Linked DNA regions of Mus musculus: all the other regions are linked to region 3. Evidence: chromatin contacts called from public promoter capture Hi-C and targeted proximity ligation data. All regions are on one chromosome and are shown on one strand. The core of a region is the stretch at or near the end of the contact, and the rest is flanking DNA. Distances in the headings are between cores, read along the strand shown. Region 1 holds the start of Ppp1r14b (protein phosphatase 1, regulatory inhibitor subunit 14B). Region 2 holds the start of Actn3 (actinin alpha 3). Region 3 holds the start of Tigd3 (tigger transposable element derived 3).

What was found. Promoter capture Hi-C pulls out the DNA fragments that hold promoters and counts their contacts.
Region 1: a promoter capture Hi-C map of maxillary cranial neural crest shows a contact between it and region 3. A contact is called at or near these places in 4 of 39 promoter capture datasets (the C10 cell line, hippocampal neurons, maxillary cranial neural crest and 1 more).
Region 2: a contact with region 3 is called in a targeted proximity ligation map of astrocytes, with 3 times the contacts expected there. A contact is called at or near these places in 1 of 39 promoter capture datasets (liver), 1 of 130 datasets of targeted methods (astrocytes) and 1 of 9 other capture datasets (liver).

The regions. Positions count from the first base shown.
Region 1 is chr19:6,973,645-6,976,344 of GRCm38.p6, forward strand. It overlaps Ppp1r14b (protein phosphatase 1, regulatory inhibitor subunit 14B), which reads left to right and starts at 1,404. Exons shown (of 4, transcript NM_008889.2): 1 at 1,404-1,862. The coding sequence starts at 1,605. It also overlaps a transcript of Plcb3 not described here.
Region 2 is chr19:4,876,532-4,879,231 of GRCm38.p6, forward strand. Actn3 (actinin alpha 3) reads right to left here and starts at 1,378. Exons shown (of 21, transcript NM_013456.2): 1 at 1,180-1,378. The coding sequence starts at 1,323. It overlaps Zdhhc24 (zinc finger, DHHC domain containing 24), which reads left to right and starts at 2,137. Exons shown (of 3, transcript NM_027476.3): 1 at 2,137-2,498. The coding sequence starts at 2,218.
Region 3 is chr19:5,892,678-5,895,377 of GRCm38.p6, forward strand. Tigd3 (tigger transposable element derived 3) reads right to left here and starts at 1,451. Exons shown (of 2, transcript NM_001362045.1): 1 at 1,293-1,451; 2 at 1-440. The coding sequence starts at 423.

The DNA of each region.
Region 1 (2,700 bases), core at 154-2,653, 1.1 Mb after region 3:
GGTGGTGGTGGTGGTGGTTGTCATACAGCCCGGGCTCAAAATCCCAGCTCCCCCTTTATATAGCCCTGTGACTTAACTATGTGCTCTCACAACTGAAGTGTCCACGAGTTTTCCCGTTTAATGTTCCCCACAGCCTTCAGAGGAAGTCCATCGGTCCCCCCCCCCCCACCCACCACCTCTTTTCGGTCGTTTGTTCAACCAATAGGATGGAGAGTCCTTTGCCTGAGTCTGAGAGTTTTTCGAGCTAGAATTCGGTATGGACCTAATAGTGTCCTAATGCCTGTAGGTTTGACAAGGAGCACGCTGACCCAAGCTAAGGTATCAGCAGAGTCCTCAGAGCTCTGGCCCACCAAATTTTCGCTTTCTAGCAGAAAGACAAAGGAATGAATGAAACAATTTAAAGATGCAGACAGAATAAAGGAAGACTGGAAGGTGGCCTCCTAAAGTGTGAAGGATCGAGAAGTTACTGGGTGAACTAGCTTGCTGTCCCTACAGCAGAACAGGCAGGGGTCCCAATAAACGCTCATTTGGGGTCAACTGCTATTATTACCTTTATCATTGTGAGTTTTGGCTTCCCCACATGCTAGCTCTTTGCACCCGAGTTTCCTCCTTTGCACACGCTCAAGCTGCGGGGCGCCCAGGGCCTCGCCCAGCACAATCCTGCCAGCTCAGAGGGGCGCGCCCCAAACAAGTTTGCGCTTCAATGCGGGCTCTGCAGCTGGGAGGGGCAGCATCGACGAGCCGCTGACTACATTGCCCACAATACCACGCGCGCCGCCATCTCAGCCGGTGGGCGGTGGTCGTCCCAGTCCTGGCTATTGTAAGCCAAACGGCCAAATCTACACGCCCCCACCCCGAGCTCTTCCTTGAGGGGCGTGAGACCAGACCAAGTAGGGCATCCCGGCCGGCACCTGGGCAGTGCCTGGACCCCTTTACACCTCCGATCCCCGGAAGCCCTGTCCACGTGTCGACCCATGCGCGGAAGTTCTCTCGCCCCTTGATGACCAAGGGTCCCGCACGTTCCTCACCGCATCTGCGCCCACACCGTCTCATGCCTAGACTGTCTGTTTCTACCTTAGTGACAGAATGAAACAGGGTCAGAAGAGGACTATGGTCCTAGTGGCGTGAAGATCCAGGCATCCGACACCTAGAAGTCTAGGTTTGAGGCCAGAGGTTAAGTTATAGGAAACCGGACAGACAGTCCCCAAACCCGGCAAAGTAGATCCTCCCCTATCCCCTTTCAGGAGGCGGGGTTGGGGAGAGGGGGCCTGAAGCGGGGCTGGCCCTTTAAGGGGGTGTGGTCGGGGGGCGGGGGAAGAGAGCAAGACAGAGAAAGCGGCAGCGGCGGCGGCTCGGGCGGCGGCCGCGGGGGACAAAGGGCGGGCGGATCGGTGGGGAGGGGGCGGGGCGCGGCCAGGCCAAGCCCGGGGGCTCCGCATGCTGCAGCTGCCCCCGGGCGCCCCCGCCGCCGCCCTCGCCGCGGAGCTGCGCGGAACGGAGCCCGCGAGCTAACCGGAGCCAGCGGCCGGGAGCCAGCCGGCGGGCGTCCGGGAGGCGGCGGCGCAGGGAGGGGCCCGAGCGCGCACGTGGCCCCGGCGGCCGCCATGGCGGACAGCGGCCCCGCGGGGGGCGCGGCGTTAGCTGCCCCGGCCCCCGGGCCGGGCAGTGGCAGCACAGGGCCCCGAGTCTACTTCCAGAGTCCCCCTGGGGCCGCAGGCGAAGGCCCGGGGGGCGCTGATGACGATGGCCCGGTGAGACGGCAAGGGAAGGTCACCGTCAAGTACGACCGCAAGGAGCTACGGAAGCGCCTCAACCTGGAGGAGTGGATTTTAGAACAGCTCACGCGACTCTACGACTGCCAGGTGTGCTCCCCACCCCGCGCGGATACCCTAAAATCGGCCCTAAGTCGGTCTGTCTCCAGAGTCAATGGGAGCTCTGCTGCCAAGCCACCGGTCTTGCACTCGCCGCTCCCAGTGAGTGTGCGCTCTTTCTTGCCTGACCTAAGACACTCTAGCTTTCTCCGCTGCCCGGGACCTTGCGTCCTTCGTGGTACTGCCTCAGGTTAAGCATAGTGTCCTCGCCGAGTCTAGAAGAACTAGATAGCCTGCTGGAGGCAGGGGTCTAGCTTGGGCTAACAGTGAAAGGTCTAGTCTAGTCTGGGCTAGCATCGACACTAGTTGAAAGGTACTAGTTTAACTGTCTCAAGTGTTACAAAGGATCTGAGGAGTTGTTGTGGGCTAGCCTGCCATTCTGTCTACAGAGACAGGTTAACCAGCTCTCCCAGCTCTGGTTCTCCACCCCATGTTCCTTGCTTGTTCAGATGGTGACTCAGGCCCCCAGGGGTAGGGTGGAGGAGTGGGCCTGCCCTCTAATGCCTACCCTAGCCCAGCCCTGGAATGCAGCTGGCTCCAAGTGTGATAGCTGTACCCTTGGGGAGGGGGGTGTACCCCTTTCTCCTCAAAGCATGGGCTCTTTGTTTCCCCTTTATCAAGCATGGGTCTTTCACACTGACCCCTCACCCTCACTTCCTCCCCCCCCCCCCAGGAAGCTGTGACAGGTGTTTGGGGGAGGGGAGGGCTGTGATGAACTAGGACAGCTGGCCCACCAGTGCTCTGGTGAGCCGGAGGTCCCGGATGCTGAGAAGGCACATCTGCTAGGTTCAAAGCCCAAGGTCCCCAGCCCTGTCTGTCTGGCGCCCCT
Region 2 (2,700 bases), core at 128-2,627, 1.0 Mb before region 3:
GGTGCAGGGGGAGGGGGAGGGGGCTGGGGGGGAGGGTGGATCATCCCAGGCCTCATTCCATTCAGCTCAGGCTTCTCACCCCCCCCCCCCCCCCCCGCAGTCAGCTCCTGTCATCTAACACAGCGGAAACGATCTGCTTGTAAATTCTGGGGTTCTCAGGTCTGCAATGCCCTCTACTTTCCTAAAAGCACGCACAATTGGCAAAAGGCAGGTTCCATGGCTTCATGGTGCTCACCCTAAGCCTGGCCTTCAGAACCCCAAAAATTCCTCAGTTCGGATGGAATCATTTTCTCTTCAGGGAACCCAGGTGTCCTGCTCCCTCCTCTTGGTAGCCAGGGGTGAAATGATCCAGGGAAGGAGGGGGCAGTGCCCTGCAAGGCTGAGCCTGGGCAATGGCTGCCCTCATGGCCCTCTTGAGCTCCCACAAAGGCGCTGCCTCAGCACAAGTGTCCATGTGGGAGCCTGGGTTAGGTTACTGGTAAGGGGAGCCGGGGCTCCCCTCCTCCTGACCTTCTGGCCTTTTCAGCAGACTCAGGGCTTCTAGACAGGGAGGGGAATCTTGGGAAAGAGTGGGGTGAGGCAAGGAACAAAGACCCTCAGATGGGGGCATTCTTTTCTTCCTCAGTACACAACAGGCTGCCTGCCTATCTGTGCCCTTTTCTGGGCCTCAATTTCCTCCATTGTCAAGCCAGTAGAGGGATCCACCCATAGCAGAAGACAGAGTAGAGGATGGGAAAGAATATGAGACAGCTGTTCTCTCCTACACCCCAAATCCACTGGTTGTGTGTCTGGCATGTTCTCCTCAGGATGGGGTCTAGGGATACTTAACTGGAGACTAAAGGAACATAACTTTCTGAGAACCCCTCACCTCCCATCCAAGAATGAGTTGGGTCTCTTGGACCTTGTCCAAAATCCACTTTCACCAACACAAGAGGGGCAGTGGGCTTAAAGTTATTGGGGAGTCACTGAGGGACTCCACGGTGTCCTTGATATCCTAAATCCCTATGAGAACTCTTCTGATCTTTGAGGACAGCATATAGCTGGTGGGCAGAGCCTGGTTTGGGGAGCTGCACTCTAGATTACAGCCAGGCTCTGACCTTGAACTGCCCAGATGCCCGAGAAGAACTGCCTGGCCTCCCAGCCTCAGTTTTTGCCTTTGGGAAATGGGTGAGCACTCACTTTCCGCTGCTGTTTCTCCCAGGCCGGGTCCAACAGCAAGTCGCGGTCCCAGTCCTCCTCCTGTTCCATGTACTCGCCGCCCCCACCGCCAGAGAAGGGCCCCTCCCCGGCCCCCAGACCCTCGGGCTGCATAACCATCATCATCTTGCTCAGGCTCTTGGCTCCGCTCTGCTTCACTGGGCGAGCTCCTGCACACTCAGGCCGGGTTAAGTAGGGCCCGGTCCAGCCCCCAGATCGGGTTCGTACTAAATATGGGGTACGTGGGTGGGGCCAGATAGGGGGCGAGGGAGGTTGGGAACTGGACCAGAGAAGAGATTGTGCTGGAGTCAAAGATTGCGGAATCGCGGGGGATGCTGGGATGACTACTGGCCTAGATAGTGGGTTCGCATTTTAGCTCTGTGGTTAACTTGCTGTGTGATCTTGGGACAGCCATGGACTTTGTTTCCTCATCTATTAAGTGGATTCCAAGTGGTGGCTGTAGGCATCCTAAAGGCTGCCCCTTGGACCTGAGTCTGTCCCTCCTAAGCATTGCGCTCGAGAAACAGACCCCTATTTCTATTTCACAGTCTGTAACAGCAAGTCAACAAGTTGTTTGGGGAGTTTTCTAGGGTGATGGAGACACCCGAGCATGGGGAAAGGCTCAGGGCCAGATGATAGGGCCAGCCAGGTCTATTAATACCGGGGCGGCTGTAGAGGAGTGTAGGGAGAATGTGCTGAGCCGGGAAACCCCGACGCCCCGGGGGCTGCAACTCAATCCTCATGGAGTGGCAGCAAGCCACACCAGGGGCGGCTACTGCAGTACGCTGGGCGGACTGCTTCTTTTTGACACCTGGGCAGCATCACCAATCAGATTTTCGAACATCTGGTCAGTTAGCCAATCACTTCTCCGTATCTGTGGCCCCTCCCTATAAGTCTGGCGCGCGCAACGCACCCCCTGCGGAGCTCCTATTGGTTGCAGGAGACGTCAGTTCGCTGCTAGGCCCTCCCCAATGCGGAAGCAGTGGGATCCCAGCGATCGGAAAGCCGGTGGGTCCGACCATGGGGGAGTCCTGGGCAGCTCGGGGCGCAGAAGGAGCGCCCGCGCGGATGCCACTGGTACTCACCGCGCTGTGGGCCGCCGTCGTGGTCCTGGAGCTGGCCTACGTGATGGTGCTGGGGCCTGGGCCACCCCCGCTGGGACCACTGGCCCGGGCCTTGCAACTGGCGCTAGCTGCTTATCAGCTGCTCAATCTGCTGGGCAACGTGGTGCTCTTCCTCCGCTCGGATCCCAGCATTCGGGGGGTGATGCTGGCTGGCCGCGGCCTGGGACAGGGCTGGGCGTGAGTGTTGGGCTCCGGGAGTCGGCGGGCAGAAGCAGGGGGTCTGGTGGTCGCTGGTACCAAGAAAGGACCCAGAACTTGAGGTGTCAGTAACCAGATGACGTTAGCATCCGGGTTGTTAGAGCCATAGAACTCCTTTAGAGCCTGGCACCCGCTACTTATTCATTCAGATATTGAGCAGCCACTGTTCCTAGGACTCAAG
Region 3 (2,700 bases), core at 201-2,700:
AAGGACCTGGCGAGTCCCAAAGCCCACATTGTTTCGACGTTTCCAGCGGACCAGCCAGCCAATGCTAGGCACGAAATCCTGGCCCATGATATCGGCCAGTTCCTTGGCCTTGTGGAGCAACATGGGCCCCGTTACATCCCAGGCCTTGGCTCGGGCAATGTGGTACCAGCACAGTAGAGCCTCATCGATCCCACTGTATTTGGATTCACGCTTCCGCTTCCGCTCGTGGTTGGCTGTGCCACTGCACCAGTCTGCCAACAGCTTCTCCTTATTCTTGCAGATCCGTGAGATCTGGGGCTGTGAGACCTGGAAGCGCCGGGCCACCTCTGACTGGGACATCTTAGACTCATCCAAGAGTTCCAGCACCTGGATCTTCTCAGCCAGGGACAGGGCGTGAAGCTTCTTCTTGGTGTTCAGCTCCATGACTCCCTGGGAAGCTGCTGGGGGAAGAAAAGTAGGAGAGCGTGCCAATGGCTGAGAGCAAGAAGAACAGAAGAGGTCGGGACCCCTGAAGCCAGAGCAATTCTCTGGAATGCAGAAAGCTGGAGGAGACCAGGCCAGCTGAAAGAGACATGAGATGGCCAGGCTGTGGGAGGAGAGGGCTAGACCCAGAAGAGAGCTGGCAGAGTCGAGTGTTTCTGGTCCGAAGTGGAGAGAATTCTGGGCTGGGGTTTGGTATTGATGGGGTGGAAGGATGAATAGAGGCTAAAGCACAGCTGTAAAGACAACCAGGAGACAGCTGCAGGGACAACAAAGGAGCAAAAACAAGGAGAGGCCTGGGGCTGAGGCTGAGCGGGGCAGGTGTAGGGGACATTCAGGGTGCCAGGGAGGAGTCCCCTGAGAGGAGATGAGGAGGAGGAGGACCTAGGTTGAATTTTGATGGCTGAAGGCAGGTGGTAGACTGAACGGACAGAGTCGAGATGAACAGGTGAGATGGTACAGATGACAAAGCCAGATGGATGGTGTCTGAAGGCGCTAGTACAATTCGGCGCTGGCAAGGCGGGGTGGTAAAGCTACCCAACGGTTCAACCAGGAGAGTGAAGATGCCAAGACGACAAAGGGAGACAGGGTGAGGAGGATGAGGGCAAAAGGGAAGAAGTGTCCTCTGCCCAGTGATAGCCTGGAGTGATATCAGAGAGAAGGGAGCACCGGCCAGGAAGCAGGCGGCTCGAGCGCTGGGCTCTGCGCCCTGGTTCGCTGAGTTGACCCCTCGTCAGTCGGCTGGACGGACACAGGCGTCGACCCCAGCCCGCCCGCCCACCCGGCTACAGGGCCTCCCGCTCCGCACCCACCTCCAGGCGCCGTCCCGCGCCTCCAGTCCCTGCCCCAGCCAGGTTCCTGGGCCTCAGCAGAACCAGAGAGTGACGGGCGCCGCGACCCGAGGACAGAGCGCGCCGAGAGGCTGCTCTGGAGCGGGCGCGCGCAGAGCGCGCACAGCCCTCACCCGGGTCTCTCAAGGCTGGGAAAACCTCGTCGCGGCCCCTCCGCAGCCCCGCCCTAACAAACTGATTAGCCATCAGCGGCAACTTGTCCCGCCTCCAGTTACATCTGATTGGATGCTGTGGAAGTGGCGGTTTGTCAGCCCTCCGGAGGAGGAGCTTCCTGAGTGGAGGGGTCTGGCGGGAAGAACCGGCCTTAGTGCCTATCACTTGTCGACCAGCCGGCGTGCCTTGACAGCCACCCAGGTGATTTCGACCCCATCCCTACGTGGTACCTAACTGGGATACCGGCCCTCCAGGATTTGTTTTGGAAACAAGATGAAAGGAGAAAATGAATGAATGTAAGCTTTTAGTCACAAAAGAGTTACCATGGACAGCGCTGGCCTCTGGTCTTGCCAACGGCCTACAAAATACACCGGTGGCAAGAAAGGACATTTTTTTTTTTAACCAGTTTTGGTGGGTCACGGCAAGATCTAAATTCCTGTTAGTCACTTCCCTCCTTTGTAACTAGGTGTAGATAACTTAGCCCTCCCTGCCCCTAAACAGCCAGGACCCCACTTTTTCATAGGTTTTGAGCCTATCCATTTACCACTGGATGCTGTCAGTCTCTCCAAGTGTCGTCTCCTGCGAACCAAATATTTTCTCTTAAATCTATTTTAGTGGTCTCATCTGCACATTTCTTTTTTGGCCCTCAAGACTACTCAGTTGCTAAGGATTAGTGCCTGACTCCCTGTACTCCTGGCCTACATAGCAGAACAGGCAGTGCATAGTCCAGACAACTCTGTGCAGTAGCAGGCCAGGGCTCAGCTTTCTCTGGCAACAGTGACCTCAGGGTGCTCTAGGAAAATCTGAGCACACTTCAGTCGATATATAAGTATTTAGCTAGAGAGGTTTGGGAGGGGTTCCCTTCCTTGTTGAGGCAGGGCTTTGCTGTGTAGCATACTCCCAGTTGGATGTTAAGCTTCCTGCAGATTCTGTCTCTGACTTCCATGTCCCTCTAAGAGTGCTGGAATAAGGGCTGGTGAGATGGCTCAGCGGGTAAGAGCACCCGACTGCTCTTCTGAAGGTCCTGAGTACAAGTCCCAGCAACCACATGGTGGCTCACAACCATCCTTAAGGAGATCTGACTGGTGTGTCTGAAGATAGCTGCAGTGTACTTACATATAATAAATAAATTTAAAAAAAAGAGTGCTGGAATAACACACATCATCCAGCTCCTTATCTGGGATGCAGGGACAAAATTCAGGTGGTCAGGTTCACA